2 separate regions of the Hordeum vulgare genome follow, and region 1 is linked to region 2. A link is a contact called in public Hi-C data. All regions are on one chromosome and are shown on one strand. Each heading gives the region's core, a stretch centred on a gene start, on an enhancer-like site or on the middle of the called end of the contact. The rest is flanking DNA. Distances are from core to core; before and after follow the strand shown.

Region 1 (2,700 bases), core at 196-2,695, 120 kb after region 2:
TCTTGTTCACAAAATACACTAAGTTTTTTTAACATAGTACACACGCAAGCGTTCATATACATGCTCATACACTCAGCTCTATAAATGCTCACACGCATACCCTACTCATATCACCGAAAATCCTGAAATAAATCTAGAAAATAAATGTAAGCAGCAGGACTCGAACCCTGGTGAGCTGGGATACCGCAGTCCCTTTAACCATCCAAACATAGATTGATTCGCGTGGAGACACTAAGGATGTATTTGATTGAGATGCAAATTCTAAAAAAGTTGTTGCGAAAAACTGTTGTGGAAAAGTTAAAAGCTGAAAAGTTGGAAGCTTTGAAATTTACACTAGGAAGAAGGTATTGTTTCTCAAAAACTGTTTTGAACAATTACCCCTTTAGGTAGCTTTTAGCTTTTGAAAGGAGAAGTCGATAAAAAAGATGAACCAAACACAACCTAAATTGACAACTGATAGCTACATCATTTTTTCCTTCCACATCAAACTTTTTCTTAGAGAGAAGCAGACATCAAACTTTTATATCAAATCAAGGATTTTCATTGGTACCAGCATATCTACCCATAGTGGAGTAATATTCTCGCCATTCTCCATCTAGAGAGTCTGCATGCGACTCTATACCATCATTTCATATTTTTATTTCGCAGGAAAATTCCATATCATCTTGTAACATTATTAATCTCGCTCGTTTCCCACACTGACAAAATTTAGTACCCGGAATCAGTAAGATCCGTATATGAATGGAACAAGTCGATCAACCGCGATGAACCCAAGCGGGCAGCTAGGCATCTAGGCATCAGCCCTTTAGCCTGGAAAAAGAGAGGAAATTATAAGACCAAAATTATGCTTCTTGGGTTGGGAACGAGATATGCATGCATGGGTCCATATCCTCCCTAGTTTCAGAGCCTTTTTTCCACGGAATCGGCTCAATTCCTTGATCGGATTCTCCCCACGGGCCCTCGACACCCGACCGAAAGAGACTTGCATCACCACGTACGCCATGCGTGCGTACGTGCGCGCAGCATGTAGCCAGCCACCGTGATCGCTGGCCGGCCGGCCATGGGCGGGCGCATGCAGCATACGCCGCAAGCTGCCACGGCGAGCTGTCGATGATTTTGTACGTAGACATGGGCATGGATATCGCAAAACATATTGCTCCTTTGGTGGTTAACCAAAAGCACTTATTTCCCCTCCATGAACGATGAGAAAAAACACTTGATTAGGCGATGAATTGACATGAGGCGGATAAGCACGAAGCTTGGAGCCTAACCTGGGGGACGAGGCGATTGGTAGGAATCTAGGACGGAACCAAGTGCAAAAACAACTTATAATTATTATGATAAGGAAAAGGAGACGGTGGCCGTCCGGTCCCCGACCCCGATACACGAAGCTAGCCAGCCATGCCCGGCGACGCGGCCGCGTCGGCCCCTCTCGCCCCGCCCATACGGGTTTTGTCGCCTTGGTGCGTCGTCTTTCCTTTTAGCTCCCCGTACGCGTACGCGCTGGCCTGTATCTCCACCCCATCTGTTTTGTTTCGTAACGAAAAAAAAAATGTACGAATGAGTATAAAATATTACTCCCTCAGTCTCATAATATTAAGAGCATCAACAGCCTAGGCAAATCCGACCACCTATACGTCCGCGGACATGTTCGGACGGTCCTTCTATTTTGCTTTGTATATCCACATACCTTATATTCGGACTATCAAATTCGTACAAAGCCATGCACGTCAATCATTCGATACAAATTGTTTGAATTCAACAATTGTAAACAAAAGCAATTGATATCATAGTTCAATCAAAGGGAAATGCCAAAATAAAATTAATGTCCGACCGACAAGTGTTGTCGGATCACTGATCCGACGAGTTCGTCCATGCGTCCTGCTCCTCCATGCGTCCTGCTCCGCTTGCGCATCCACCTCCGTGTGCATCCTCGCAACTATCGCCGTCTACATTTGGGCTACCTCCTCCGCCTGCATCATGGCCGCCTGCTCCGCTGCCGCAGCCGTAGCCTGTGTGGCCGCTTTCAACGCTCTACGGTTATTGATCTTCTTTTTCTTGTCCACAAGACATTTTTTGACATGTTCATCCTAAGTGGATTCATCCGCGAGCATGATTTTTGCATCCTCCACGTCGGATGAGAGTTGCAACCTCTCCTTCTCAAGCTAATCAGTAGATCAGACACGAGCAAACTTATCCGGTCGTGTTGAGACATTTTGTTGAAAATGTCAAATGCAGCCCAGACTGTGGGGTTGCCCGTGCTCACCCGCTCCCGAACGAGCTGCGGGGACTCACACTCATGGACCGACGGCTGCTGCGTTGCCGAAAAGCTCTCCGAAAGGGTCCACCCGGCCGTCTCATCCTCATCCTCGGTCTCGACGGTGCCGGACAGCATAACCCATGCCGACGCTTGCGCGGATGGGGTGAGGGGAGCCCGACACGCGGGAAAGACATCTCGTCGATGACGCCCGCATGTACCTGCGCGGCCAACTCCCTTTGTCACTGTCGGCCACAGTGGAGCTTACGTGCGATGTTCTTCGGCTTGCAAGACGAAGTGAAGGAAGGGTCGCCGACGGACGAGGCAGAATGTGTATTTGTCGCAGCGGTCAGGGCCGGGGTGGAAGACATCACGACGGCGGATCGGGACAGGTGATGAGGATGGAGAGTAAGGAAGCTGGACGGCGAGGGGTCACGCACAGG
Region 2 (2,700 bases), core at 134-2,633:
TCCGCAAGCAACCCGAGGAGGTTTTCTGCTTTGTTTTCTCATTCGGGGAAAAGGGAAAGGAGAGCATTTTTTTCGTGTTTTTGCAGCCAGGGCCGACAGAAGAGAAGAGAAGAGAAGAGAAGAGAAGTGAAAGGCGTGGCCGCTTGGTGAAGCCGGAAACTGCAATCCGTTATTAGGGATGAAGGAAGAGGGGTGCGTACCTGGATGACGTGGTTCTTGAAGCTGACGCCCTCCTTCTCCTTGCGGGAGCGGTACTCGACGTAGAGGACGCTGATGAGGTAGGCGGTCCAGCTGCCCAGGAAGCCGTAGAAGAGCTGCAGCAGGATGCCCGAGAGCATCCCCAGCTGCGAGAAGGAGTAGGGCAGCGTCAGCAGCACCTGAGCCACCTGCAACCCGTTTCCGTTCGTCAGTAAACCATCATCATCGCCATCGTCGTCTTCTTCGCCATCATGCCGATCGATGCTCGGAAAGACGTACGTACGTACCTGGTTGGAGGCGCAGCTGAACCAGGCGTCCCAGACGGAGCCGCCGTGCCAGAGGAAGCTGGTGACGCTGAACTTGCCGCCGCCGTGCTGCTCCTCGTCGCCGTCCGCGCCGCCGCTGCTCACGCCCATCACCCCGACCTCCTCCTCCTTGCCGTGCCCGTCCGCCACGATCGCCTCCTCCCCATGCTCGCGCGGCACCATCCTCGCCTCTCTCCCGTTCTCTCTCTCTCACCACCACGCGGCTGCGATGTGCTGTGTACGGACGAAGCAGGGCAGAGGCCTGGTTGGATCAAGATCCAGGAGGACGGCACGGCAGAGCACACACACACGGACTCTTCCGCCCAATACGAGCGCGAGAGGCCAATATATATAAAAACGAAACGGGGGCGGCGGCCTCTCAAACACCGGCACCACCAAGAGGAGAGAAGAGAAGGGAGACGAACCTTTTCTGGCGGGGTGGAGGAGGAGAGAAGATGTGGAGATCGCGGCCGGCCGGACGGACGGGGCAGTGAGTGAATGCAGGGTGCCCAGGAATTTACTGTGCGATTGATGAGGGAGTGGCCTCCTCTCTGCCTCTCTGCTCGCTCGCAGCTACAGTGGCTGGGTAGCTAGCTAGGAGCGTGGGGGTGGTGGCCGCCGCGCCGCCCGGGTGAAGGTACGGCCGCAGAGCTCTCCCTGCTTCTTCCGTCTCCCCTCCCCTGCTCTCTGCTTCCTTTATGATGGAGCAAGTAATGGTGTGCTACACGGAGCAGGGTTGCGGGCTCGTAGCCTACCACCCCTAGCTCGTAGGTGATGGTGTAGACAGAGTGAGAGGTCGGCCGGCGGGCGATCCGGCGGGGCGGAGAGAGAGAGAGTGAGGAGGAGCGCAGGCAGATGGGGAGGGAGGGGGAAGGGAACAAGTTGCGGCTTTATAACAACTCTGCTCGGCCCGGCCCGGCGTTCGTTTCCAACGCCCCACTTTCCCCCCTGATTTTCTCACCCCCCTTTTGCATTTTGCCCTTCTCTTCCATTTTGTCTATTCTTTCTTTAATTTCTTCTTCTTCTTCTTCTTCTCCTCCTCCCCTCTGCGTGGGTGCAGTGGAAAGAGGGGAGTGTGGGTGGGAGCGGTAATAAAATCTCGGTCGACCGACGTGGGTCTTCTTTATGGCGGTGACTTGATGGGATTAAAAAACTCACCTCGCCGAGGGGGGAGAAGGAGTGTAGCAGCGTTGGAAGCAACGGCAGGAACAGAGGCTGCCGCTGTGAGGAGAGGCCGTATTAACTGCTGGCATCGTGTCAAAAGTCTCCGCTCCCTCCCTCCTTGCCTGCTGCTGGATCCCTTCCTTTATTTTTATTTTGCTCAGAGATGGGAGTGCGAAAGAAGAACATCTGACGGTTTTGTGTTGTGTGTGTACTGAAACTACTCATGGCTGACTGACGCTGGATTGAATTTCGCGCATCTCCCGGTGGGTGGGTGGGTGGGTGAGCCCGGGGCCCGGCCGCCGGCAGGGGATCATATGATGTGGTGTACGAGCCTGGCTTGCTTGGACAGCGCAGGCCGTACGTCCGTTCTTCGGTAATAATACGGGGTATGAGTGTTAGTGGATTTGGTTCATCAGATGACCATTAAATTTTCAACGAAAAAAAACCATCATTAAAAGCCTTGTTTGGAACTGCTCTACTTCAGAAAATTCAGCTCCGCTCTAGAAAACGTAAGCCAAACGGGGTAGCTCCACGATATACTGCTTCGAAAAAAACTAGAATCTGGGGTCCAACTCTTTGTTTTTTGTAAAGCTCTCTAGGAGGTGCTTCATAAAATTATAGAAGCTGGAGTTGGAAGAAAATTACCCACCACCGTCACCAATAAGTAGACACCCCTTCGTTTCTTATCTCTCATCCAATCAAATAGATCATTTCCACCAATTTTTCCATTCGTGAAGCTGGAGCTAAATGAGAGTCAAACATTCTCTTGAAATGGTTGCAACTCCTATATAAAACTGCTCTAATGTCGATTTGATGAAGCGGAACTGATTTTGATGAAGCAGAGCGGTCCCAAACAGGCCCTAAGTATACTATTCATCATATTTTCCTTCATGCTGTGCTGTTCTTCATCTAATTGTACTTGCATACTCTTAGTTTAGTGGGGTCTATTGTACCAAGGTGGAGTCCATAGGGATAGGGCTCTCTAAAATCTACTTCAACTTACTCATATGAAATGTCTTATATTCGTTTATTT

The links. A called contact is a pair of places that touch in the nucleus more often than the background predicts.
Region 1: a contact with region 2 is called in a Hi-C map of leaf, with 3 times the contacts expected there. The contact joins the enhancer-like site here to the promoter of LOC123444861 in region 2. A contact is called at or near these places in 4 of 6 Hi-C or Micro-C datasets (leaf and seedling) and 1 of 1 datasets of contacts at active chromatin or transcription factors (embryo).

Annotation. Positions count from the first base shown.
Region 1 is chr3H:543,565,521-543,568,220 of MorexV3_pseudomolecules_assembly, forward strand. No RefSeq gene overlaps it. Among protein-coding and RNA genes, the nearest start is that of LOC123444861, 120 kb to the left of the region's middle. Within about 2 kb of position 1,446, at least 3 of the 3 cell types and tissues checked have open chromatin away from gene starts, as enhancers often do. A contact at or near this core is called in leaf and seedling, where this site is marked.
Region 2 is chr3H:543,450,054-543,452,753 of MorexV3_pseudomolecules_assembly, forward strand. LOC123444861 (auxin transporter-like protein 1) reads right to left here and starts at 1,384. Exons shown (of 7, transcript XM_045121727.1): 1 at 929-1,384; 2 at 486-765; 3 at 201-386. The coding sequence starts at 686.